7 separate regions of the Mus musculus genome follow, and regions 1, 2, 3, 4, 5 and 7 are each linked to region 6. A link is a contact called in public promoter capture Hi-C data. All regions are on one chromosome and are shown on one strand. The core of a region is the stretch at or near the end of the contact, and the rest is flanking DNA. Distances in the headings are between cores, read along the strand shown.

What was found. Promoter capture Hi-C pulls out the DNA fragments that hold promoters and counts their contacts. Capture Hi-C pulls out chosen DNA fragments and counts their contacts.
Region 1: a contact with region 6 is called in a promoter capture Hi-C map of liver, with 9 times the contacts expected there. The contact joins the promoter of Ap4s1 here to the promoter of Sptssa in region 6. A contact is called at or near these places in 11 of 39 promoter capture datasets (the 3T3-L1 cell line, the C10 cell line, cranial neural crest and 6 more), 4 of 115 datasets of contacts at active chromatin or transcription factors (astrocytes, extraembryonic endoderm stem cells, large pre-B cells and 1 more) and 2 of 9 other capture datasets (adipose tissue and macrophages).
Region 2: a promoter capture Hi-C map of pre-B cells shows a contact between it and region 6, with 7 times the contacts expected there. The contact joins the promoter of Hectd1 here to the promoter of Sptssa in region 6. A contact is called at or near these places in 7 of 39 promoter capture datasets (3T3-L1-derived adipocytes, cranial neural crest, embryonic stem cells and 4 more) and 4 of 115 datasets of contacts at active chromatin or transcription factors (astrocytes, forebrain, large pre-B cells and 1 more).
Region 3: a promoter capture Hi-C map of the C10 cell line shows a contact between it and region 6, with 9 times the contacts expected there. The contact joins the enhancer-like site here to the promoter of Sptssa in region 6. A contact is called at or near these places in 4 of 39 promoter capture datasets (the 3T3-L1 cell line, 3T3-L1-derived adipocytes, the C10 cell line and 1 more) and 2 of 115 datasets of contacts at active chromatin or transcription factors (astrocytes and large pre-B cells).
Region 4: a promoter capture Hi-C map of pre-B cells shows a contact between it and region 6, with 5 times the contacts expected there. The contact joins the promoter of Mipol1 here to the promoter of Sptssa in region 6. A contact is called at or near these places in 3 of 39 promoter capture datasets (the C10 cell line, liver and pre-B cells).
Region 5: a promoter capture Hi-C map of pre-B cells shows a contact between it and region 6, with 4 times the contacts expected there. The contact joins the promoter of Dtd2 here to the promoter of Sptssa in region 6. A contact is called at or near these places in 9 of 39 promoter capture datasets (the 3T3-L1 cell line, the C10 cell line, cranial neural crest and 5 more), 2 of 115 datasets of contacts at active chromatin or transcription factors (extraembryonic endoderm stem cells and stem cell-derived neural progenitor cells) and 2 of 9 other capture datasets (adipose tissue and liver).
Region 7: a contact with region 6 is called in a promoter capture Hi-C map of liver, with 6 times the contacts expected there. The contact joins the promoter of Heatr5a here to the promoter of Sptssa in region 6. A contact is called at or near these places in 8 of 39 promoter capture datasets (the 3T3-L1 cell line, the C10 cell line, HPC-7-derived erythroid cells and 5 more), 3 of 115 datasets of contacts at active chromatin or transcription factors (astrocytes, embryonic forebrain and large pre-B cells) and 3 of 9 other capture datasets (adipose tissue, embryonic stem cells and liver).

The regions. Positions count from the first base shown.
Region 1 is chr12:51,688,843-51,692,705 of GRCm38.p6, reverse strand. It overlaps Ap4s1 (adaptor-related protein complex AP-4, sigma 1), which reads right to left and starts at 1,740. Exons shown (of 6, transcript NM_021710.4): 1 at 1,392-1,740. Strn3 (striatin, calmodulin binding protein 3) reads left to right here and starts at 792. Exons shown (of 18, transcript NM_052973.2): 1 at 792-1,284. The coding sequence starts at 1,003.
Region 2 is chr12:51,827,787-51,831,322 of GRCm38.p6, reverse strand. Hectd1 (HECT domain E3 ubiquitin protein ligase 1) reads left to right here and starts at 1,787. Exons shown (of 43, transcript NM_144788.2): 1 at 1,787-2,120. Gm5785 reads right to left here and starts at 3,138. Exons shown (of 4, transcript XM_011244243.2): 1 at 3,055-3,138; 2 at 2,094-2,468; 3 at 768-2,033; 4 at 1-335. The coding sequence starts at 3,138. The coding sequence ends at 1,182.
Region 3 is chr12:51,886,604-51,890,352 of GRCm38.p6, reverse strand. It overlaps Heatr5a (HEAT repeat containing 5A), which reads left to right. Exons shown (of 36, transcript NM_177171.4): 30 at 639-766; 31 at 1,352-1,499; 32 at 2,083-2,355. Among named protein-coding and RNA genes, the nearest start is that of Gm34894, 37 kb to the right of the region's middle. Within about 2 kb of position 1,627, at least 97 of the 459 cell types and tissues checked have an H3K27ac peak or open chromatin away from gene starts, as enhancers often do.
Region 4 is chr12:57,228,498-57,232,398 of GRCm38.p6, reverse strand. It overlaps Mipol1 (mirror-image polydactyly 1), which reads right to left and starts at 1,974. Exons shown (of 10, transcript NM_001164370.1): 1 at 1,788-1,974. Prps1l3 (phosphoribosyl pyrophosphate synthetase 1-like 3) reads right to left here and starts at 1,987. Exons shown (of 2, transcript NM_001037746.3): 1 at 1,788-1,987.
Region 5 is chr12:52,004,333-52,008,082 of GRCm38.p6, reverse strand. Dtd2 (D-tyrosyl-tRNA deacylase 2) reads left to right here and starts at 1,576. Exons shown (of 3, transcript NM_029545.3): 1 at 1,576-1,708; 2 at 3,135-3,204. The coding sequence starts at 1,598.
Region 6 is chr12:54,654,408-54,657,856 of GRCm38.p6, reverse strand. It overlaps Sptssa (serine palmitoyltransferase, small subunit A), which reads left to right and starts at 1,285. Exons shown (of 2, transcript NM_134054.2): 1 at 1,285-1,485. The coding sequence starts at 1,374.
Region 7 is chr12:51,969,346-51,973,178 of GRCm38.p6, reverse strand. It overlaps Heatr5a (HEAT repeat containing 5A), which reads left to right and starts at 1,858. Exons shown (of 36, transcript NM_177171.4): 1 at 1,858-1,976.

The sequences.
Region 1 (3,863 bases), core at 491-2,990, 3.0 Mb after region 6:
GTTATCGTTTGCCATCCAACCCACTATTCTCAAGAATTCAAGATATCACAACTTCTTCAGGAAAAAAAAAAAAAAAAAAAAAAAAAAAAAAAAAAAAGCAATAGCTCAAACACAGAGAATCTCAGAATAATAAAGACTTAAGAAGTTACAACGGGCGGCCAGGAGCACCGAAGTGGGACCAAAGAAGCAGGTTGCGACGAAGCCCAGGAGCCAGTGAGAAAGTCCGGAAGAATCTGGGCTATTTGCCAAACGTAGACGTCTCCAGAATCCTGCAGACTGACTGGTGCCACGAAACCAGAGGTCAAGTGAGTGACAGGCAGAAAAGAGGCCCGACCCTCTGGGACTGAGCAAAACACGCCAGGAATTCTAGAGAAACGTCAGGAATTCCAGGGCAGTACGGAGGACGCCTTGCACGCAGCTCCAGAGCCCAGGCCCTCAGCTGAGACCCACGCTGCCCCTAAGGATACGTGCGTGAGGAAAACGACCCGGAAGCCCGACGCCCACGCGCTTCCCCAAAGTCAAGGCAGCATCCAGATTCCACAGGCGTAGAAAAGCTGGGGCCCGGCGCCCGAGTTGGGGCGGGGCCCAGGCCTTTCCCCGCCTCCCGAAGAGCGGTCCATCCTCAGTGCGCCTGCGTGGGGTGAGGCCGGACTCTTTTTGGCTCTCCGGAGTGCGGCTTGCAGCGGCGTTCTCTACCCAGCGTGCCGTGCGCGAGCGGCGGCCCTCCGTCCCTCCTCCTCCTCCTCCGTCCCTCCTCCTCCTCCCGCCGCGGCCCCCCTCTCCCCCAAAGTGAGTGAGTGAGACGGGCAGATGGAGGAGGTACCGTAATGGCGGCGGCCGGCAGCTCCCTGCTCTGATCCGCGGCAAGCACACGGCAACGACCCCCTCCCCGGCCGTCTCCCGGCCGGCCCCCCGCCCTGCGGTCGGCGCGGGGCCACCGTCCCGGCCCTCCCCGCAGCTGTCGGCGTCTGGCACTGCGCCCCGGCCGGGGCCCCACACACAATGGACGAGCTGGCCGGAGGCGGCGGCGGCGGCCAGGGGATGGCAGCCCCTCCCCGGCCGCAGCAGGGACCCGGGGGGAACCTGAGCCTGCCGCCGGGAGCGAACGGAGCGCCGGGCGGCGGGGGTCCTCCGGCCGCCGAGGCGGCGGGGCCCCCGGCAGGCCCGGAGCTGTCCCGGCCGCAACAGTACACGATCCCGGGGATCCTACACTACATCCAGCACGAGTGGGCTCGCTTCGAGATGGAGCGGGCGCACTGGGAGGTGGAGCGGGCCGAGCTGCAGGTACGTCACCCGTCACCCCTCTCGACTGCGAGCTGGGGCCGGGGCCACGGGCCGCGGGGGTGGGGCCGGGGCTGAGGCCCGTGCCCTCAAGGGCGGAGGGGACCTACCTGAGCCGCTCCGGCCGGCGAGCGGTGACGGCGCGCCCGGCTCCCTCCTCACGGGCGGCGCGCTGCGGGCATCCTTGGGGCAGCCATTTTGGCTTTTAGCATGGCGTCCGCAGGGCTCCTCCGGAGCCACCTCTCCTGGGCCTCCGGGGTTTGGGCCCAGCGCCTCTGGGCGAGAGTCTGGCGTGGGCCCGCTAGGCACTGAGTTTGCGCTTGTGGGTCCCCTTGAGGGTGAGGCCACGCGGAGAGGGCCTGGGATGAGCGTCTTTGCCTCCTGGCTCCTGCACCCCCTTCCGATGTGGCGTCCTGCCCCCTCCCCCGCGCCTCGGTACGCACTTGCCCCTTGACAGCCACGCCGCTTCGGGCTACCGCCGCGCACAATGGCTCGCGGCCGGCCGGACAAGTTTGCCTTCCCATCCTCAACTCCTTTAAGTACCTGCGATGCCGCTCTACTCACTTGGATTTCCTTTAGCGCTTACTGATTCATCAACACTTTAACTGAATATTTCTCTCTTGAGTCGGCTTCTCTAGAGTTCCCTACTATATTCATGTTTTTACTGATGCAAAGCAAAGCTGGGCTGTCAGTACAGTATTTAGGAAATGTCTGCGGAAAGAATTGGTCTTAATTTGAAGTAGACCGTACTTATCGCTTAGTACAAGCTAAAACGGAGTTAAATGTCCACTTAATGTGATCCTCTGACAGACTTGGGTTATCCTAACTTTTGGAAGGTGACAGTTGCGGGTTCATGCCTTGAATTTTTAAAATTGCTGCATCTGTTTGAAAGGATTATTCAAGCTGGAGGATGACTGCGTTTAGTTTTAAGTTCCTTTCCAGGGTTTAATTTAAGCTTAGAAGAAAAAAAGCGTGTATCTAATTAAGCGTTGCACCTGTTTTTCAGACTTATAAATTTCGACATAAGCAATATTGTTCGTTATTATACACACACACACACAATAACTTTGGTGAGAAATAATGTTGAAACAACAGCGTGATTAATGAATGTAGAAAAGGTATCCTCAAATAAATATGAGTCTTCAGTTTGGTGTCGAATAGTAAACTTTTTAATTACATTGATTAATTTATTTCTGACCTGATTATTTACAAACTATAAACAATTTTATTCAAAAATTAAAAATACCCAGGTGTAGAGGCATAAGTCTTTAATCTCAGTGCTCAGGAGGGAGATGTTTAATATCCATGAGTTCAGGCCAGGCTGATTTATATAGAGTTCCAGGACAATTGCAGTTACATAAGAGTCTATCTTAAACAAACAAAAAAGTAAAAGAAAATTAGAAATAAGGTTGTTTCATTGTCAAAAGCATTGCAAAGCAATTGATTGGACCAGTAAACTTTTTTGGTTATGGGCTTTTGTTATTGTTTTGTGTTTTTGAAACTGGCTTTTTTCTCTGTGTACCTCTGGCTGTCCTGGAAGTAATTCTGTAGATCGGGCTGGCCTGCAACTCAGAGATCCATCTGCCTCTGCTGGGATCAAAGGTGTGTGCCCTCACCATCTAGTATTGTGGTTGCTTTTGAGACGGTCTCTGTTGTCTTGGGTGATCTGAAAACTCACTATGTAGAACAGGTTGGTTTAGACCTCTTAGAGGTCCACATGCTACCTCTTGAAGTGCTGGAATTATAAAGTCTTGTACCACCTCACCTGGCAAGCCAGTAAACTTTTATTTAACTCCACAAAGTGGGTGAAGTTAAATTTTACAACAACAAAATCCTACTTATTTTATATGACACCTTTAGTTCATTCCGTAATCTTAAAATTGTGCTTAAAAAATACATTTGTGTTTTAGAGATTACTACTTTCAAAAAAACTTATGTCAAAATTGCTGTGGTTTCTTTTAAATTTCTAGAGTCTACTATTGTTGGATTTAGAGTTTTGTGGGCATACATCTTTCTAGTATGTTGATGCCGACTTTTCCATGTGGATAGAGAGAAGGTAATCTGTTAAAAATTACATTGAGGCTTTTGCTGAATTGATAAACCACCAGGTCCATATATAGTATTTGATCCTTGTACTGTTGTTTTGATTTTCAAATTAGCACTTGAATTTGTCACTCAGGCATGATTAATGTAACTAGCTAAGAAAGCATCTTGTATCCAAATTAAGTTTTTTGTTGTTGTTGTTGTTACGTCTTTTTTTTTGTTTTTGTTTTGTTTTTTTTTTGTTTTTTTGAGACAGGGTTTCTCTGTGTAGCCCTGGCTGTCCTGGAACTCACTTTGTAGACCAGGCTGGCCTTGAACTCAGAAATCCACCTGCCTCTGCCTCCCAAGTGCTGGGATTAAAGACATGCGCCACCACGCCTGGCAACAAGTTTTACATTACTGAAATACATGGTTTTCTTTTTCATTGTTCCTGATCTTACTTAACAGCAACAGAAAAGGATTTTTAAGGATTCTGTAGCTTGGTTTCTTTCAGATTGATAGTCTTTATTTACTTGCTTTTCCCCTCCTTTTAAACCTTT
Region 2 (3,536 bases), core at 538-3,037, 2.8 Mb after region 6:
TTTACAATTTCTAATTAAGGTTTTTTTCTTTTCTTTTTTCTTTTCTGAGACAGGGTTTCTCTGTGTAGCTCTGGCTGTCCTGGAACTCACTCTGTAGTCCAGGATGGCCTCAACTCAGAAGTCCACCTGCCTCTGCCTCCCAAGTGCTGGGATTAAAGGTGTGCGCCACCACTGCCTGGCAAGGTTTTTTCTTATTCTTGGGTTTGAAGAGTTTTTCATTTGTTCTGGCCACAGTCCTGTGGTAGCTACATTGTTAGAAAGTATTTTTCCTGTTGGGGAACTTTGGAAATTTCTGCATGAGCCGTTCATAGTCTGTGAAGGTAGATTCCAGGCATCTGTATATGAAGAAACACATTGTGTTACATCTAAACAACTTACTATTATTTAGCAGTAAGAATTAAATGGGCTCCCAAGCCAGGTGTTAGCATACTTGTTAGCATACTCAGGAAGGAAGCCCTCTTGTTAGCATACTCAGGAAGCTGAGGCAGGAGGATATTGACTTTAGGCCAGCCAGGGTTACATAAGCATACCCACTTCAAAACAACAAGAAAAACAAAAAGTAAAAAACAAAACCAAATAAAAAAATCCAGTACAACAAAACAAAACAAAACACAACACAACACCAAATAAATGAGCTACCAAGCTATAAAAACTCACAGAGGATCCTTAAAGAGTGTTAGTGAATAATTCCAACTAGAAACGATATTTTGGAAAGGGCAAAACCATAAACAAAGAGATCAGTGGGAACTCTCTGTCCTTAGCCCTACCTGGCCAGGAACACATGATACAGAACAGGGTAGCCATAACTTATTCTCTGTACTTTCTGTTCAATTTGCTGTGGATCTAAAACTCTTCTAATGAAAACTTTTCCGGGTGTCTCTAATGTGCCGCCAGGGTTGAAAACTACTAGCCTCGGTCTTTGCATACAGTTCTTTCCTAAAATTAGGTATCTACTGCTATTTTGTTGTTGTTGTTCAAAGGATGAGTTCAGTATGGAGTCTTTTTCTTCCTCTTTTTCTCTCCCTTGGCTGCTCCTTCTTCATCACCACCGTCGCCGCCCTGTAGCCCAGACAAGTCTCGACCTCATTTTGTAGCCAAGGATGACCTTGAACTCCAGCCTCCAGTTCTCTAGTGTCACGGTTACGTGAGGACTCCACTAGCAGCGGCTAGTATTTGATTTTTCAACGCCCATGAAATAAAAGTTTGACGGGAATAACTACGGAAGTACAAGTGACCACGAGCCGAAGGCAACTGTGTGGGAAGTCCTCGATGCTGGCTGCTTCCCGGGACTCCACGGTGGGCAGGCAGGAGGCACGAGTTCCCGCAGCCGTCCTGGTCCCATCTGCGCCGAGGCGATAACGCCCGGCTGCGCAGCGCTCGCCGAGTTCCCAGGCTCGCTGGGAAGCGTTCTGGTAAACCGCTGGCTTTAAAAGTCCGGAGGAGGGGGTGACCCGGGCACGCCGAGCGCCTGCGAGACGGTGGCCTCCGTTCCGCAGGACTCCGGAGCGGCTCGCGCCGGGCGAGACGGGCGGAGCGTGCGCGGAGCAGCTGCTGGCGGCGCGCGCGGATTGACAGCGCGGCGACTCGGGCGCCGGGAGGCCGGGCTGAGGAGAGCCGTAGCCGACCGCCGAAGGAGCCCGGCGCCCCCCGTCGTCGCCCCGTGCCGCGGGGTCCGGCCTCCGCAGCGCCCCAGGTGGCCGCGGGCAGGGCGGCCGGGAGGCGTTCGCTCCGCCTCCGCCGGCGCGGCCTTCACCAGCCTCCCCGCCCGGCGCTCGGCCGACCCTTCTCCTGCCCCCGCCCGGCTGGCGATGGACGCGGCGTCTCCCCGCTGCCGCCGACGGCCCCGCGCGGACCTGGCTCTGAACCGCAGGGTCTGAGGAGCCGCGTGCTGGGGTCGGGACCCGCGCTGGCTGCCGCCGCTCGGGGGAGCCTCTCGCTTCCTTGTCACCGGGTCCCCGCGGAGGAAGGGGAGGGACGAGACACGGCTTTTCCTGTGCCGCCTGCCTGGCTCGACCTGCGCGGCCTGCGGTTTCCTAGGAACTCGAGGGCCGCGGCCGGGCCAGGCTCTGCCCGCGGCCTGCTTGGAGCTGGACCGGAGCTGTTTGGTACGGCGAGCCAGGGTAAGAGCCTGCGGTCAGGGTAGGCGGGGGCGCTAGGCGCTGTCGGCAGGCTGGGCCTGCGCGAGGATCCGGGCCGCCGAGTCCAGCGGCGGGCGCGGAGCTGGACCCCAGCGCGGTGAGGTCGGTCTTCCGCCGTCGCCTCTGCGTATCGGGCCCTTTGTTCCCCTCTCCGGGCCTTACGGGGCTTGGCTTGTTGGCTTCGGAGCTCCGGCTACGCGCTCCTTGTCCTTGGTAAGGCTCAGCCGCCCGGCGGGGACCGGGGACGTCCCGCTGGGCCTCCGAGTTCCGGGAGACCCGCACCCCAGCCGCTCGGCGGCTTCCTCTTGAGCTCGCAGGTTTGCTGCTTCTCTAGAACTTCGCCCTCCGCCCGGAGGCAGGTAGCTAACTTAGCCAGGTTGGCTGTCAGCGTCGCGGCTCCGGCCTTGATCAGGCCGAGGACGATGGGGCAGCCCCGCCGGGCGCGGCCGATGGGTGCCCACCGCGACCCGCCTCTAGGTTCCCACACCGGCAGGTGGATTGCGTGGGACGCAACGCTGTCCTTTGGTCGGGCATCTAGAAGCTTTTGTAATGACTTGCCTGCCTAGACTACTTCTCAAAAAATTTTTTACATAAAAACTAACTGCCCCATCCTATGGGAGAAAGAATGTCTGCCTGTCTGTCCGTCTGCCTGGGGGGGGGTGGTAACCTGTTAGTTGTATTTACTTTAGCATCAAGCCCCCCCCCCAAAAAAAAAAAAGTTTTAAGAACATTTGCCTAGATTACCAGAAGTTCTTATCAGTATTTACTTCCGCATAGGTAGATTTCATATCTAATTACTGTTTGTATTTGGGCATATTTTAGGAGTAAGTTTGAGAATTCAAAACTCGTGAGAAGGGAAATTCAATCCGAAGAAGAATTGGATTGGAAAGTGGTCTTTAAAACTACTGGATCTGACCCGTATCTGAAGCTCCGATTTTTGGTGGAGTTTGGGGGGAGGTTGCAGGAAGAAGTTGACTGGTAAAAGAACTTTTTTGTACATGTTTTTTGCCTTTTGGCACAGACATTGGTGATAACAGTACTGGGATCCAAAACTTGTTTCATAGTGTTTGACCAAGACAGCTCTGGTTTCTAGTTAACTAGCAACCTAATCAGCATATATTCATTCCAGTGTTAAACTGTTTTGCCTTGAGGGTTTTTGCATTAAGCCCAGGAAGTAGACTGCTGCATATGTAGCATACTTTTTGAAGTAATACTTTGCAGTTTGGAAAGTTTTTTTTTGTTGTTTTGTTTTTGTTTTTTCAAGACAGAGTTTCTCTGTATAGCCCTGGCTGTACTGGAAATCAGCTTTGTAGACCAGGCTGGCCTTGAACTCAGAAATCTGCCTGCCTCTGCCTCCCTAGCGCTGGGATTAAAGGAGTGTGCCACCATGCCCGGCTG
Region 3 (3,749 bases), core at 378-2,877, 2.8 Mb after region 6:
ATTCTATGTGTGTGGAGTTTTGCTTGCATATATATCTGCCCACCACTTACATGCTTCATGCCCACAGAAGCCAGGTGTCAGAGCCCCTGAAACTGGAGTTATAGTTGGTTGTGAGCGACCTTGTAGATGCTGGGAATCAAACCCATGTCCTCTGGAAGAGCAGTAAGTACTCATTAACCACTGAGTCATTTCTTTAGCCCTTAAACTTTTTTTAATTAAAAAAAGAAGCTAGGCAGTGGTGGTGCCCACCTTTAATTTCAGTGCTGGGAAGACAGAGGCAGGAGGATCTCTGAGTTCAAGGCCTGACTGGTCTATAGACTACGTTTCAAGACATTGAGGGCTACACAGAGAAACTCTGTCTTGAAAAAAAACAAAAAACAAAAACAACAAAAAAGAATCCAACACAAGTTCAAAGCCAGCCTGGACTACGTAAGCCCTGGCACTCACGCATGTGCACACCCGCGTGTACACACACACACACACACACACACACACACACACTCTCACTCTCTCTCTCTGAAACTGTATTGTTTACTTGTGCTGTCTTTTGCTAAGTCAGTGTATTTATCTCATCACGATAGACTCATCCAACAGTCTGAACTGAGAATCTCAGGGGCATCTTGCTTTTCCTCTCCCAGGAATCAGCGTGGAGTTCCTGTGTTCCCTGCGCTCAGATGCAAGCTTGGAAAGCATCATGGCTTGTCTGCGTGCACTGCAGGCCCTGCTCGATGTTCCTTGGCCCAGGTGGAGAATTGGCAGTGATCAGGTGCTGGACTGTGCCTTGGGTAGACCTCTGTTGACGTCAGAGACCACAACTACATTCGGGTTGAGTCGGGACGCTGCTGTGTATTATAAGGAGCTACTTTAGAAATACTTCTCCAGTCTTTGTTATTACAAGAAAATTTTAATATTAATCTTAGAATCTACACGTCAGCCTTTGGCTGTGTCTCCAGTATCATCTCAGACATGAATGAAAATGATCATTTGTCATAGTACCATTTCTCACCGAAATGAGCTGAGAAGTGTTCTGATATTTGTTACAGTGTTATAAGCCAGGCATGGTGATACACCTGAAATCCCAGCGCTGTAGGAACAGGCCGGAGGATCAGGAGTTTGAGGTCATCCTTGGCAAGTTTAGGCCAGGCAGACAAGACTGCTTCAAAGCAGAGAAGTACTGATATATTCCTTTATTGTTCTGGCAATATACTTGTTTTTAAAAAGAGAATTTATTCAATTCTGTCTTTTTGAGCTTTTATCATTACATTTAACCTTGTTATTTTTACACACACACACATGAACTGACATAAACAAATGTAATTTCCAATAGTGTCCACTTCATGTTTTCTGACAGGACTTGGGTATTGAATTGCTAAATGTACTACACCGAGTAATTTTGACCAGAGAGTCACCAGCCATTCAACTGGCTTCACTTGAAGTGGTCAGGCAGATTATCTGTGCCGCCCAAGAACATGTGAAGGAAAAAAGACGTAGTGCAGAAGGTAAATATTAACTCAGTGACATAGCATCTCTTCTCATTCCAGTTCTGAGAGTCATACACTCTGTATGCAGTGGGCAAGCGCTGTTCCCCTAGGCGCAGCCGCAGCCACACAACGCAGCGCAGTGTCATTGTCTTCACAAGTGTTACTCGGGGTAACCACACAATCTGGATACTGCTGAAACTAGGGCAGACGGCAATACAGACCTAAAGAGCAAACGGGCAGAAGTGGGCAGTATGTGGGGGCCGGTGGGCAGAGTCTAGTCTGATCCTTGTGCCCAGCCGCTGCCAGTCTGTAAGATGACAGAGTCGCTGTTGGAGCTGCTGCTGTCAGATTCTCACTTATAACAGCACAGAGATGAGTTTGATCGGGCACTATTTTAAGGCTGAAAAGATTACAAGAATTTTATTTTTAACCCACTGTAATGAGAACTCATAGTAAAAACAACTTTAACTTCAGAGCTGCTTTTTCCTTAAGCTTTTCACACCTAGGACTTAGCCACTAAATGCATTGTCTGGAATTGCCACCTACTTGGAGCCAAGCAAGCAGCAAGTATTTCTTAAGCACTGTTCCCTCTGTGTTTCAGTTGATGATGGAGCCTCTGAGAAGGAAACCCTGCCAGAGTTTGGTGAAGGGAAGGACACAGGAGGACTCGTACCTGGGAAGTCTTTGGTCTTTGCAACCCTGGAACTCTGTGTCTGCATCCTCGTTAGACAGCTCCCAGAACTGAACCCTAAGCTGGCAGGTAGCCCAGGAGGAAAGGCTTCAAAGCCGAAGACCCTGTTGGAGGAGGGAAGTAGACTGGTGGCGGCTGCCCTGGCCATCCTTGCTGAGCTTCCTGCAGTGTGCTCTCCTGAAGGTATGCTGTGCTGTGTGAGCTTCCTGCAGTGTGCACTCCTGAAGGTATGCTGTGCTGTGTGAGCTTCCTGCAGTGTGCTCTCCTGAAGGTATGCTGTGCTGTGTGAGCTTCCTGCAGTGTGCTCTCCTGAAGGTATGCTGTGCTGTGCGTAGGACCTAGAGCCGTGCCTCTCAGTCACTTCCTCGGTTGGGTGACCCCAGCCGTAGAACTGCTTCCTTGCTACTTCATAACTGACTTGCTACTGCTGTGAATCATAATGTAAATACCTGATATACAGTCCACAGTGGGGCCATGGCCTCCAGGTTGCCAGCCACTGTCCTAGAAGAAGGGGACTGACCTAGTTGCTATTCATTTTCTCATTTGAGTACTTTTTATAATCCTGTAAGATTAGTCTTGCAGTCTAATATAATTTGTTTCACCAAGAGGTGAAAGTGAAAGCCACAAACAGCAGATGTGATGGTGAATGCGCTTCCTGTGACTGCCTTCTTACTCCAGGTCTAGGCGTGGAGCCCAGGCTTGGAGCATGCGAGAGTGTGCCCTGACCATCAAGCTGACAGTATTTTAAATCAAGTAGTAGTACTTGTACATTTTCAGTGTGCAGTATCTGGTGGACAGTTCTGACTCCATATGACAAATTTGTCATGAGGATGCCCTGTCCTGTTTGGGACCAAATCCATTCAGTTCTTTCATCTAGCTCCTAGGGTTCTCTGGGTGCTGCTAACTCCACTGCCTGCCAGAGGCTCCCTGCTGATCCTGTTGTTTGCAGTGGGCATACTTTCTGTGAGCATAAGCCACCTAATTCTGGGTCAGGTAGGCCCACTCTGCCACCGTGTGTGTGTGTGTGTGTGTGTGTGTGTGTGTGTGTGTGTGTGTGTGTGTGTGTGTTGGAGAAGAGTGTTTCGGGAGTCGGTTCTTGCTACTTTGTTTGGCGGCAGCCTCGCTCTTGCTCCTGTCACTGTGGTGCTCCATGTGGGTCTCTGATCTGCAAGCTTCCAGGTGACTCGCCTCCCATCTTGCCATAGGGATGCTAGGATCACAGGTGTTCACCACTGTGTCCAGCTTCTCCAGCAAACAGTGCACTGATCTAGCTTTTTAATGTTTTCTTCCTTCAAAGTTAACTCTGGTCTCACCTTATCAGAAAATGTTTCCCTGGAGACCTTCTCATAATGAGTTTTGTTTGTTCTTGTATAAACACTATTTCTTATGAAGATCTATAGCTTTCTCCATCATGTAACTATATTATATGTAACTATTACATATAAAAGATAAATATGTGTGTAGGTGTGTTTTATTTCTAGTTAAAATTTGTCTTTTGAACAAAGTCTAGCACAGGATGTGAGAAGATGGCTCGGTGGTGAAGTTCCTGCCATGCAAGCATGACCTCAAAAGCTGAG
Region 4 (3,901 bases), core at 725-3,224, 2.6 Mb before region 6:
ATGTACATACACAAATCTAATGCAGTACTTTAAATTTATACTATATCACATACCTATATATATATTAAAATTAAATTTCAAGACATAATTATACTTCATGAAAATGCAATAAATTGTACACAGGACTTAAGCATGGTTTTGTATGTTTATTAAGCTTTCAAACTTATCACACAAAGATTTTTATTTTATACTGTCTTTGAAGAATAATGTACATGTCCTATTCATATTTGTTTTGCCATTATTACTTTTATCTAGTGAAATAATTCATATTATCTCACTTTTACAAACTTTGCCTCCATTAAATAAATATATTGCTTGGGCTGTAGAGATGGCTCAGTGGTTAAACGCACTGACTCTTCCAGAAGTCCTGAGTTCAATTCCTAACAACTACATGGTAGCTCACAACCATTTGTAATAGGATCTGATGCCCTCTTATGGTGTGTCTAAAGAGAGCAACAGTTTATTCACATACATAAATCTTTAAAGTATATACATATATATATTGCTATATTATTTTCATAGGATTGGATCTAGGTTGGTTTCTTTCAATTTGACAAGACTACCATGACCAAAAACAAACATAGTGGAGGGTCAGCATCCATCGCCATCCAGGGCAACAAGGCAAAGAGCTCAAGGCTGGAACCTGGAAACAGGAACTGAAGCAGAGACCAGGGAGTAACCTTGCTTACTGGCTTGCTCTCCATAGCATGCTTGGTTTGCTTCCTTAACAACTGCGGTCCAACCTGCCTGGGGCTGAAAAAACCCAGTGATCTGGGCCCTCTCATATCAATCATTAATCAAGAAAATGTTCCCAATCTGATGGAGGCAATTCCTCCTTTAACTACCCTCCTCTCAAGTCACTCTAGTTTGAGGCACATTGAGGTACGGGATGATAGCCTATGTAATGATTATGTAACTAACTGTCCTTTGATGTGAGGTTCATTCCAGATGGCAATACGAAACTTTGCAAAGTGAGGTAACTCGTGAGACAGGTTAAAACTGTCCTTCTTTAGCTGTCTACCACCATCGGGAATTAACGGACATCAAAACGCTCAAGGAGCCCTTCCAAAGGCCTATTCTCTTAGAAACCTAGTCTATTCTTCTATCTTGTAGTGTCCAACTTCAAGTACTTCACCAATACCACTGGGTGGTGTCATCCTCCAGTTAGAAAAGCCAGCTCTTGGCCGGGCGATGGTGGCGCACACCTTTAATCCCAGCACTCGGGAGGCAGAGGCAGGCGGATTTCTGAGTTCGAGGCCAGCCTGGTCTACAAAGTGAGCTCCAGGACAGCCAGGGCTATACAAAGAAACCCTGTCTCGAAAAAAAAACCAAAAAGAAAAAGAAAAAAAAGAAAAGCCAAATCTTGAATGTAGTGAAGGCAGAGTTTGCAGCTGCATCTTACTAATGTAGGCGCCGGGCATACTGAACTACACTGGGGTTTTTGCTCGCACTTTGAAGGGTGAGAACTGTGAATCGCTCAAGTGTCCCGCAAAAGCACAGAGTGGATCCGCGGTCCCGCCAGGACTGAAACCCTAACTCGTCAAAGCTTAGAGGAAAAACAGCCCACACTTCCGAGTCATTGTTCGTCCCTTCTTAACTTTTGAAAGACTATGACGCCATGAGGCCGAAACCTGGAGAAGGAGCGGTGTTGTCACCTGAGGACGCCGCGACGCGGGCCACGCAGCGCTCCTGCACCTCCAGGGGCCGCGGCCGGAAGTCCCGGGCGGGCTGCAGGCCACCCTGAGGTTCTCCCCCCTCCCCCAGCCGCTCCCGGTCCACGCCGTTACCTGAGGAGCCGCGGGATCCTTAAGCGCCCACTCCGCTCGCGTAGTTGCCCGGTCCTGTGGCGCCGCCACCGAGGCAGCCAATCGTCGCGCGAAACGCTGCGCGTGCCCCTGAGTAACCAAAAAGAGCAGAGCGGGCGAGAGGAAGCGCGCGAGAGCACGCGGGGACGAGGCTGCGCGCAGCGAGCATGCGCGAGTCCGCTGGCTGCCGCGGGGCGGGGCGGGACGGGGCGGGGCTTCCGGCGAGCTGGAGGGCTCAAGGATGGTTCCGGGCTGCTGGAAAGGAAGGCGACCTCGAGGTCGCGTTCTGTGGGAGGAGCTGACAACCAGTGCGCGCTAACTGGGGAAATGTGTGGTTCTCGGGCTCATCCCATGGAGTATCTTCACTGGGCAGTGGTTTCCTTCTGTGCGCAGTGCTTTGCGGGGACAGAAGGAAAGGTCCTGCGAAGTGAGCCAGAGTGAGACTTAGACATCGGCCAATGGTTTCAGAAAAGCTTTAAGGCTGGTGACATTTTGACTTCAGGACTAGAAAGGGTGTACTCAGAATGTTCAATCGCAGAACTTAAAAGAAAGGGCTGAACGCCAGGGATATTTTTAAAGCGAAGTATAGGAGTAATGTGGAATTCTATTAGATGATATAGCTGATAATATTCGAATATTTTTCTCCTTTTAAAGAAAGAGAAGTAGTGTCCCTATGCTGCCCTATCTAATCTAGAACTCCTGCACCCCACCCTAGCCACTGATGCTCTGGTAATTTAGTGTTGAGCTATTGAAGTCACTCTAACTTATCTATTTATTGAGGGCATACTACATGCCAAGTAGTCTTCTGGATGCTGGGGTAACAGTAATAATAGTAATTTTTTACACCCACAGCAGAAAATTATATTTATTTTCTGAATTAATAGACAAAGTTCGTGAAAGACTTTATTTTGGCTTATAGCAATACGAGATCCGTGTCCACCATGCTAATAAAGGCAGGATGGCAAAGTGGCTAGCCATCCAGTCAAAAAACAAGAGAATAGAAAATGGAGCTGGGCTCTATAACCAAAAAGCAGTGACCCATTTCCTCTAGCAAAGGTTCACCTTTCAGAAGTGCCACATACTCCACAAAGTAGGTGACAGGAGGAATGAAGCATGGAAAAAAAGGATGAGATGACCAGATGGAAATTATTTGGAATAAATAGAGCATAATACTAAAAAGAAAAAGTTTCATTATTTATGTAACTAATGACTAGTACTAGTGACTTGTGACAGATTCAGGCTTTAAATGCATTTTTAAATTTTATTTATTACTTTACATTAGTCGGAGTTGAATCATATTTTTATGTAAACAAACCACCACTAAAAAAATATGATTATGGTGGTACACATCTGTAATTCTGAACCTTTGAAGAGTGAACGTGAATTCCAGGACAGCCTGGGATACATAGCAAAAGTTTCCAAAAAAGAGGCCACACTAACTTCTAAACAATGAGCCCTAGCAGGGCAGTGGTGGCACACACCTTTAATCCAGCACTTGGGAGGCAGAGGCAGGCGGATTTCTGGGCTCAAGGCCAGCCTGGTCTACAAAGTGAGTTCCAGGACAGCCAGGGCTACAGAGAAACTGTCTCAAAAAAACAAAAAAGAAAAAAATGAGCCCCCATAAAATGAAAAATTGTGTACTTTCAGTATACAGTAGTGTTCCAGAGATTAAGATAGCAAGGGAAGATCAAGTAAGAAAAACACTGAAATTCAGCACAGCAGACATAAAATCTTGAAGCTCCATATTCAACAGCTGGAATTCTTTGGACTCCAATAAGCTTGCACAACCCTGTGGGCACTAGCTCTCTTGCCTATAAGTCATGTAGCCTTCCATCCACACCTGCACCTCAGTGGATGTCCCACAGTTGTAGTATCTCCAACATCACCTCCCAAGCGTCATACAAGAGCCTCTCTGGACCTCTTCAGGTGTGAAGGGATTTGTGCAGGCCTGTGCTATAACGTTCCAGAAAGCTGAGGAGACCAGCATCTTTCATGTGGCATCTTTCATGCCTGATAATCAGTGCCACTCAGACAAAGCTGCCAAGTTCTTGGCCATTTTGGAATAGAGGTGCAGTGGCCACTGTGTACTTTTAAGG
Region 5 (3,750 bases), core at 327-2,826, 2.7 Mb after region 6:
CTGTAAGCCAGCCCCAATCAAATGTTGTCCTTTATAATACTTGCCTTGGTCACAGTGTCTGTTCATAACAGTAAAACCCTAAGACTGTGGGCAAGATATATTTTGAAAGATTTCTAACTTTTAATTCAGTGTTTCTAAGCTTTGCTAAAGCTGCAACCCAGTTCCTCAGGTTGTCATAACCCCCAACCATAAAATGACCTTTTTTTGGGGGGGGGAGGGGGTTGAGACAGGGTTTCTCTGTATATCCCTGGCTGTCCTGGAACTCACTCTGTAGACCAGACTGGTCTCGAACTCAGAAATCCGCCTGCCTCTGCCTCTGGAGTGCTGGGATCAAAGGTGTGTGCCACCACTGCCCAGCTATAAAATGATTTTCATTGCTACTTTATCACTGTAATTTTGCTACTGTTATAAATAAAATGTAAATCTCTGTGTTTCCCAATAGTCTTTGTAAGACACCGAAGCTGGGCCGCCACTCAAGTCCCGGGATGAGCTGGCCAGCACCCCAGTGACCCGAGAGAAAACCACACCTGATGCAAACTGCAAGAGGTTTTATTATCAGTTAGCTGAGGACAAAGTCCCTCTGCCATGCAGGGCAGGGGAGTTTGACCCTGAGCAGTGACAGTAGGGGGCTTTTAACAGCTAGCTGAGGAATTGGGAGGAGTTGGGAGGAGAGTTGGGAGGAGTTGAGAAGAGTTGGGAGGAGTTGAGAAGAGTTGGGAGGAGTTGGAAGGAGTTGGGAGGAGAGTTCTTCTCTTCCAGGTGTCCTTGGTGAAATTTACAAGGCAGGAGTGAGGAGTGAGTTCTTTCTGAATTTTTATCTCCCGTGTCCTCGGCACAGGAAGGCAGGCATCTCTGGTTGTAAAGTATAGAAACAAAAAGGCTTTTTGCTGGCTATAGTGAACAAAGAGCTTCTTTCTGGCTGTATTTTTAGAGATCAGGGAAAACAAGCTTGGGGAACGTCCCAGGGGCTTTACCTTCCAGGGAGAAATGCTCTAAATCGGGGTCCCACATCTTAGGTGCTCCCTTCTATAGTTGCATCTGTCCCCCACCCACAGGTTAAGTTCCCTCTCTGCCTGCTTTGAGATCAATTGATCTCATTCTAGTTATGTCTTTATAATAAATATAGAATGGATTTAACTCTGACTTACATTCTTTCCAATACCTGGAAACCTAAGCTTTCTGAAATGAAAAATATTTCTTCAAAAGCTATGAAGCAGGTAGCAGAGCAGGATGGGGTGGGGTGGGGCTGTGGGCGGGCACACATGTAATTCCTGCAATTGGGAGAAGGAGTTCAGTTCAAGGTCAGCCTCAGCTATGTGGTTATTGCGACCAACCCCGACTCTATGAGACCCTACCTCCAAAAACAAAACTAAAAACGAGGCATTCGAGGATGAGATTAGGTTAAAGAAGGAGGGAGAGAAGGAGAGACAGAGATCTCTAAACAAAAACCCTCCAAGAGACTGAAGCTTCAAAGCTCCAAAGCTGGTCAATTCCACATCCGGGACTCCGGAGAGCCAGGCGGAGGCCCCGCCCACTTAGGTGGGGCCACGAGCAGTGGGAGGCGCCTACCCGAGCATGCGCAGTGCGGACCCGCGCCATGGCGGACGGTGGTCGTGTGGCCCAGGCTCGTGCGCTCCTGCAGCAGTGCCTGCACGCTCGCCTGCAAGTGCGCCCGGCCGATGGAGACGCCGCGGCGCAGTGGGTGGAGGTAACGCCCGGCCCTATCCGCGGAACCGTGCCGGTCTTCCTGTCATCTTTCGTGAGATGAAGAGCTTGTCCCTTTCCGTCTGCCCACTTTAGTGGGCTGCCTAGCTGTCTCTTTGGACTTGGCGTCTGGTGGTGGCCTGTGCCCCACTGGTTCGCTCTGCAGCTCTCAGCCTGCGGATGATCTTTCTGCCTTAGTATATTAAGTGTTGAGGTAACAGCGTGAGCCATCTCGCTTCTCAGAATTTTCAGGGAATCTCACCGCCAGTAGATCCTTAGATTCCATTATCCCGCAATGCGGGGCTGCTCACCACCACCTGTAACTCCAGCTCGGTCGGATCTGATGGCCTCCTCTAGGCGGGACAGACACCTGCCGTTGTACACAGACACACAAGTGCACATAGTTAAACAAAAATCTTTTCCCAGGTAATTCAAGTATGAGTGCAGAGCTAGCTATATTTACACAGAAAACCATTAGAACCAGAAAGATATAGCTGAACGTAATGTCGCTAACAGTTAAATTGAGTCTCAAACATGTATAAAGCTTTGGAAGTTAAAGCATGAAATATAACTGTGTGTCTGCCTTCCCATTTATTTTTATGTAGCATTTGATAAACACCTGGGTTGTATTTACTGTGAGCTCAGCGCTGTTTTAAGCAGTTTGCAGTTATTAATTCATTTAATCTTTGTGGTGGCTTCTGAATCAAGTGAGCCAAGGAAATTAACATACAATCGATTCCCTCAGTGGTAGCAACGAAGTCATTTATCACTTGTTTATTTTCTTGTAGACTGTCTTACAGGAACTAGTAAACAAATATTCAAGTCATTATGTAAAATGAGAAGGTGTATATTCCTGATAACAACCAACCTTTTCCTACAGAACTTATCATAAATGTAATTTTCAAAGCCCAATCATTGGGTTTTCTTCAGGCATTGACCACGGTAACAGAAAAAGCAACTGAACAGTTCCTGGAATTTGTAAAAATAAGACAAGACCCCATGTAGAAATACCACTCTGTTTAAATGACTTAGGGGAAAATACAAAGTAACATCAGAGGACACTACTAACACTGTTGCTTATTCAACAGCCCCATGTGGGAAAAGGAGGATCATTTGATGTTGAATAAATCAGCCTGTAACTTTCTGTGGGCCTGGCAGAATTTGGGGGAGGCTGTCTGAAAACTGCTGGCTCAGTAGAAATAAATGCAGGCATGGTTTGTAATCTTCACCCCTTTTGACTGTAAATAAGCATGGTGCTTAAGACTTGGCAAGGATTATTTTGTTTCTCATAATTTATTTAGAATTCAAGACTCTCCTTATTTCCTTAGCTTTTAACCCAAGTGCTTGTAGACACTGTGGAGCGCTTCCCACTGAGCTGTGTCTCTGTAGACTCCTTCCTAACCTGAGATTCCTGTGGTCATTTCTCACAGATTCGGAGAGGATTGGTGATCTATGTGTGTTTCTTCAAGGGAGCTGACACAGACCTTCTCCCCAAAATGGGTATGTGTTTTCTCCCCTCTCCCAGCGAGCGGGGCATGAGAGTGGGATGCTGAAACTCATTATGATGTGGAACAAGTAAAGGAGCAAAGAAAGAACTGCTCATGAGCAACGGAACCAAAATATCCAAAACCACACTGCGTTGGTCTCGGTGGGATTTTGTTTTGTTTTTAAGGGCTTGGGGTTGACCTTGTACATGTTAAGCAAGTGCTCTACACTGACCTACAACCTCAGCCAAGAAGCATAATTTATTGTTACTTTTTCCTCTTTGTTTTGCTGTAGCGCTATAGTGCTATGCATTGAAGCCAGGGCCTAGAGCATGATGGGAAAGTGCTCCACCACTGCACTGTATCCTAAGCTCTTTTTAGCAACTAAACTCCAAACAAAAACATGTTGAATGAAAATAGATGCTGTAATCATCTTTGTAAACTAATAAGTTTTTTAATTTAAACAAAAAAATCTTAAAATCTTGACCACAAGTGACCTTCAATTCCTTCTGTGTCCCAAAAAGGTATTGGGTGTGCAGTCTTTATGCTACAGCCTCTGGAT
Region 6 (3,449 bases), core at 36-2,535:
GAGGGAACCTTAGCTGAGGAACATGAGATTGGTCTATGGTGGGCGTGTCCTCCCTACTGTGGGCAGTGCCATTGCTAGGCAAGTGGGGTCTGGGCCGTTTAAGAAAGCAAGTTGAGCAAGCCAGAAAGAGCATGCTCCTAAGCAGTATTCCTCTGTGGTTTCTGCTTCAATCTCCTGCCTGGAGTTCCTGGCTTGGCTTCCCTCCGTGATGTTCTGTAACCTACAAGACGAAATAAAATAAAATAAAATGACTAGGCACCTTGTGAAAGCAGATCTCAAGTCTATTGTTGTTTGTAAGGTCTTTGCTCGTAAGGAGCATAAGGAATTTAAGTTAATACCTGTCAACCTGGAAAGGTTTTAAAGCTTAAAGCAGCAGGTTTGAAACTTTTAGACATGTGAGTTGCAGGCTACTTAATTATGTCATTTCACAAGCACACAGTGCATGGGCTTTAGAGGAGTGGAATACAGCCGGTACTGCTGCAGGTCATAGGAGTGAATCTTTAGGAGACAGATCACATGCTGACCTCAAGCTGTCTTTAGAACCCACTAGATCAAGTGCACTTCTCTTGATTGTGACCTACATGGTTGTTTTCTAAGTGTAGTCATAGAAATATTGGCAACTGTCTATGGCCAATTCTTTTGTCTTTAGGTTAGGGAATACTAGTGCGTGTGTGTGTGTGTGTGTTGTGTGTGTGTGTACTCGCGCGCGCATCCTAGATAGGTCTGTTTTCACGCATGTGCTCGGAGGAAGGGAAGAGCTGATGAACATATTACTTCTACAGTTTTCAACATCTTCTTGGCTGGGTGTCATTTGGCATCCACATTCTCTTTGACCCCCGCATTCCCTCTTGCACAAGGCACTGTTTATTTGCATGCCCGACTCTTTAGTAGCATTCTCACCCAGCCCTATCATCTCTTGGCCCAGAAGGGATTCATGAGGTAGGAGAGAGATTACATACACTGGTTTCTAAAGGAATCCTTCTGGGCTGGTCTGAAGGATCCGGCCTCTTAAGGGCACCATCTCGCATGGACACCAGTGGGGACTGAAGCCGGTCTTGCAACCGCCATGCGTGCGCGTGGAGATGCAGAACTAGCACTTAAACCCAGACCGTTTCCCAGGGCTGGGGAGCTCGCTCCGGGCGAGGCGCGGGGCGGGACAGGAGCACACGAAGTGGCCGCTTGGCCAATAAGCGCAAGCCAGGAGGAGCCGGCGGTGGCCGCTCGGGTGCGCGCGGGGTTGGGCGTACACGGTGACGCGCAGGCTCGGCAGGACCAATGGGCGCAGGGTGGTGGCGGGCGGGCCCCAAGGCCTGGGGCTTTAGGAGGTGAGCGGGCCGCGGGCCCGCCTGACGCTGCTACACCGCGGGAGGCGCATGGCGGGCATGGCGCTGGCGCGAGCATGGAAGCAGATGTCCTGGTTCTACTACCAGTACCTGCTGGTCACTGCGCTCTACATGCTGGAGCCCTGGGAGCGAACCGTGTTCAGTATCCTGTGTGTCCTGGCCTGGCTGGGGCGTGGAGGGGTGCGCGCGCCGGGTTGGAAGGGGGTGGGGGGGTGTCTTGGGGTCAAGGGAGGTGGAACCGCGGAGATCCGGGTCTTGTACGCAATTCCCCTGCCCAAGGTGGAGGCATCCTGATTTCTGCAAGCAGTCGGGAGGGCGACGTCTCCCCTGGTGCTTCCTTGTCCCGCTTCGGCCGCGCCTGCTTTTGATCCTTCAGTATTCTTTGAGGCAGGGTTGCTGCAAATCGCTCCGGGCTTGGGCGTCTTTAACCCTTAGCTATTCCTGATTTGGAGCGATAGAACTCTAACCAGTTCACCAGGTTGTGAGTACGTGGTCTTGACACTCCCACACAGTTTTGGAAAGCAGTTTGTAAGTTACTGAAAGGCCTTTTGGGCTTCAAAATGGCAGTTTTAAAAGTGTGTTATATTTATGACTTCTTTGCATCATAGGTACAAGCTGTGCCCAGAAAAGACTTTGCTGGGGTTTCAAACTGTGCTTTGTTGTTTAGTTTATCACCGGTTAAGAATTGTTGAGTGATGACTTTGCTGAGCACTTTGTGTGTATGTTATCTTGCCTAATTTTAACAGCTCCAGCGAATAGCTCAAGGTTGTGAAGCCTGATGTTTGTTTTCGCCCAATGTCTATGCCGCTATCCTCTGATTTCCGTGTCGACGAAATACTAGCAATTCATTCTTTTAACGCTCCACTTCTCCTTTCCTTAATATAAAAAGAATATACCACATCACATGCTTATTTCATCCGCTCAGCTTCTTGTGGTTTAGCTTTGTTAGGAACAACTTCACAAACGCGTTCCTAGGACTGAGGTAGAGCTTCTTTGCAAGCTTTTTCAAGGGTGCTGGTGTGGAAATAGCATGAGGTTATTTGGAGCTGACTCTTGAAAAATTTTAGCGTCTTGCAAGACTATTACTGTGAGCAATTATTTCCTAACCTAAAGTTTAATAACCAGAATGTATATTTGGGGCTCCGGATTAAGAAAGCCTGATTTTCCGAATCGTTTATTTGTAGCTTCAGTTTGCTCTTTGGATTTTGTAGGTCAGATAACATCTATATTTAAATTTATGCCTAATTGGAACTTTTCAATAGTAGCAGGTAATCTTTTGATTAATTCATTAATTAATTCAAAACACGGTTTCTCTGTGTACCCCTGGATGTCCTGGAACTCATTCTGTAGACCAGGCTGGGTAGCAGTTAATCTTGACTGATAATTATCTTACTACAATTAATGTTGACAAAGCCCCATTAAATAATAATAATGAAAGCCAGCTGTGATGGTTCATGACTGATTACCATGCTCAGAGAGCTGATTCAAGAGGAATGCTGGGAGTTCAAGGCTGCCTGAGGTACATAATACATAGCTACTACCAGGCAAGCCAGGGTTACATAGCAAAACTCAAAGGAAAAGGAAGCCAGGCAGGCAGGCAAAGAAACAGTGTTGGGGTGAAGTGAAACTCTTTAGGTTAGGGTAACAGTAGAACTCAGTTTAGACCTGTAAGCTTTGAAACATTTGTTGGCATGTGGATAAATGCTACAGTGGCAACAGTGTTAAGATTTCTCTGGCTATATTGTAATAGAAATACTGACCCGGGGCCAGATGGCAGTGGCTCACATCTCTAAACCCAGCACTCTGGCAGCAGAAGCACACCGATCTCTGAGTTTGAGGACAGCTTGGTCTACAGAAAGAGTTCCAGGACAACCAAGGCTACACAGAGAAACCCTGTTTCCAAGGGGGGGGGGGGAATTTTTGTTTGAAAAAGTGCCTTTTTCTGTTCTTCTGTTCAAATAGTTGTGGGCATGGCTAGGTGTGGTGGTGCATGCTTGCCTGTAATTCTAGTACTTGGGGAGGTAGCTTCAGGAGCATCAGCAGTTAAAGGCTAGCTTCAGCTACATGTAGGTTTGAGGGCAGCGTTGGCTTCATGAAACCCTGTTC
Region 7 (3,833 bases), core at 609-3,108, 2.7 Mb after region 6:
CAAGAATGAATGAATGAATCTCCGACTGAGGAAACTTAGAATTTGATCATCAAAAGAGATGAAAGGGATGGAGACATAGCTCTATGCTGCTCAGGCAGAGGACCTTGGTTCAATTCCCAGCACCCACATCAGGCAGCCCACAACGACATCTGATGGCAGTTCTTAAAGCTCCAACACAGTCTTTAGACTTCCAAGGATACGGCATGCCTACGGTGCAAGTAAAGACAGGCATACCTACGTGCATATAACAAAACAAAACTGTAAGGAACTGAGATAAGCCCTGAGAGAATGTGTATTGTCGACTAAGGCATGGCTATGTCAAGGACCCAAGGCCTCAGACCCATGGGAGTGGCAAAGCCCTCTTCTGGGTCAAGGGTTTACTAATGATTGACCAAAGTGTGCAAAAACCCAGCAACTGCAGCTCACTACAGATACCTCTTATCAAGACTACTAGCCTCATGTTCTGAGGTTCCAGTGGGTTATTTCATAGTTGATGCCACTCCATTAAAATGTGCAGGGCCCACCTTAACCCAACTTTTCTGTGCCTGTGTTTGCCCTTTCTTCTTGCCCCAGTCAGGTTTCTAGGACCAAGCTGTACAGGATGCAACACAAAGAAAAGAAAAGGACACTCATTGCTCTTGCAGAGGACCCCAGTTCAGTTCCTAGCACCCACATCAGGGACCTCACAACTGCCTATAACTCTGATGCCCTCTTCTGGCCTCCATGGGCACTGCATGCATGTGGCACACATATGTGTAGGCCCACACACAAAAAGTTGTAAAAAGTAAATAGATAAATAATGGAAGAACACTATAATCAACTTAATGAAGTGGAACAATTCTATATCCAGTAATATAAATTATGAATTTCTAAACAAGGTTATTCACAGGTACCCTGAAACAAAATAGCTTCAGAAAATACATATTAATTACAAAGATGGAAAAAGGAGCTTTTTGAAGAGCAAACACCGACACATATGAACATGGAATCACTTGTGAGAGTCCTCAAAGATATCTAGTTTAAATCTAATCATGAATAAATATCAGACAGAATCAGAATGAAAGCCTTTCTATAAAAACAGTGAGCCAATAGTCTTCAAAGTTGTCAAGGTTGTAAATGTCAAAGACTAAGGAAGTATTCCAGATTGAAGATATGCATTGCAACTAGAAAGAACACTTATTTCGGAACTGAAGGCCTTTCCTTACAAGGAACATGATTGAGACAACCAAGAAACCGAGTGTATTGCATAAAGAATATCGCTATTGCAGTTATTATGACTATGTGTAAACTGCTTAGGAACACTGTGACATAATATTAGCAACTTAAATCTCAAAACCGTTCGGGGAATAATGTTTTTGAACTACGATTGCAACCTTCTTGTAAGCTTGTTTCAAAACAAGGGAAAAAAGTTACACTCAAAATCCTGATTATAGTGGAAAAACACATCTGACTCAGAGCCACGGACTCCGCGTGGAATCTTCACATAGTCCTTTTACAGTTAGGTTCCTGTTAAAAGTTCTTTAGAGTCCCTTCCTCGGGTAAGATTCCATCATATCCTCCTTCAGCTCCGGCCCTGCCTGAATATTTCCAGGCTCCTGAAGTGTCTGCCTTTTAAGCCGCAAGTGTAGATTCTGACTGGCGACAAAAATAGACAAAAATAGTTGTGGCCGGAATCTCCGGACTGGAGGACAGCACGCTGTCCTAGAAGTGACTTCTGCCTCAGGAGCTCCCATCGCTCTCTCGGCGGTGGAGTAGTCACGCCTGCCACAGTGTGCGCTCCCTGGCTCGGCGGGCGGCTGGCCAGCCTGGGCGCGGGAGGGGCCGGGCCCTCCCAATGGCCGCTCCCGCCGCGCTGTCAGCCCCGCCCGCCCTCCCAGCTCCGCATTCGCCCGCGGGGAGCCGGGTGCCGCTGTGCTGTCGCGGAGCCGGGAACGTGGCACAGCCGGGACGGGTGTGAGCTCAGGGCGTCTCTGCAGGCAAGCCGGGAGATCCGGAGAGGAAGCTGGGGGCGGCGTGCTTAGGGACTGGGCGGGAGCGGCTGGAGCCGGGTGGCGCGGGTCCCGGGTGGGCGCGGTGCGGAGGCTGAGGACCCGGCCCGGTGGGACGGAGCCGAGGGGGACGGGGTCCCGGCTGCAGGCACAGACGGGACACGGGGGCTGACTGCGGCGTGGCGGGTTTCCTCCTCAGCCCAACAGGTAGGCGGGGTCGGCAGCTGCGGGGCTGGGACGCGGGAGGGGAAAGTCGGGGACCCGGTCGCCTGCCCCGCGGCTGGGGACCCGCCCTGCACCTCCAGGTCGGCCCCCAGCAGCAGAGAGTGGACGTTGCCAGAAGTTTCCAGGTCTTCTTAAGAAGGAAAGCCTTCGCCAGGGGCGTTTGCGGAGTCGGTGGAAACGTTTGTTTTTTATTTTCCTTTATTTGCTTATTTCACGCCAGCAAGAAAGAGATCATCTCAAATGATTGCAAATCGTTTGCAAATCGTTAGAAACTTCGTAAAGCACCTAATGGAACTTAGTAACCGTAACGTGTACCTCTGACAAGTTAAGGGAATTTGAACTCTCAGGTCAGACAAATTAGATGGTTTGTAGTCTTTTGGGTTGTGCGTGGTTTATAAGAATGCTAGTCACCCTAAAGGAACTAAAGAGCTTAGAGATAAGGAGAAGTTTAAGGAAGTAAAAAAAAAAAAAAGCCCTATAACAGTTCAGGACTTTGAAAAACAATGCTGGGAGATTAACTTAAGTTAACCCTAATGCAAGGTTGCCTGGTTTTATTTCGCAAACATCTTAGAGACAATGTCTGAGGATGAGGTTTGATTATTTATTTGAGACGGTCTCAAACCTGCCTCTGCCTTCAGAGTGTTGGAATTTAAGGGGTGCACTAATACACAGAGGCAAAGAATGAGATTTTAGATAAGCATCCAAAAACGAATAAAGCCAGGCTTAACGTTGCACATCTGTAGTTCTAGTATTTAGGATGTTGAGGCAGAAAAGGGGAGCGTTCCCAGCCAACCTAGGCTTAGGTAGAGAGAGCCACATCAGCTAACTCACTTTCAAAAAAAAAAAAAAAAAAAACGAACACCAGAGAGCAAGGAGGCAGTTTTACTAAGATAGGGGCGGGAGAATATTGGAGAGCGGATTGGTTGTGCTGTGGAATGCACTTACTTTACATAGATAGCTGTAGGTCAAGAATAAACTCCTGACTTAACCTTTGGTACTCTTTATGGATCCTTGATTAGGTTACCTTTACTTGTTCTTTAATTATATTAGCGTTTGATGTTAGTAGCAGGAAAATACAGAGTTCCCAAATAACGGGGGAGGGGGTGGGGAGGTAGTAATATGCACATGTATTCGAAGGTGCTTGCACCCAGGACTGTCTGCCCTGCTCTCACTTTCTGCTTTTTTGGAGCAGGGTCTTCTCCCTAAACCTAGAGAAAGCCCTAGCAGTCTTTCTGCCCGCCACAGCGGTGCAGTTAGAAGTGCCTGCCCCGTCCACGTTTTTTTGTGGGTTTGATCTCGGGCCTTCATTCTTGCTCAGCCAGCCTTCTTACTTGCTGAACCATCTTCCCAGAATCCCACAGAACCTTTAAAATTTCTTAATTACTATCTAAAATTAACACCATCAATTTAAACTAATGAATGTACTCTCTGAGGGGAAAATTAAGGTTCCTTGTCTTTGCCCTGTGCGTTTCTGTTTTCCACCCTCCATTCTTTGCAGCTTAATTTTTAAGAGGGCAGTTGCTAACACCTTCATTAGCCTTTCTTATGGATAAAGTAAGGGGTTAACTTCTGAGTAGTCTAAATTCAACTATTCTAAATACCTGATAACCTATTTAATGA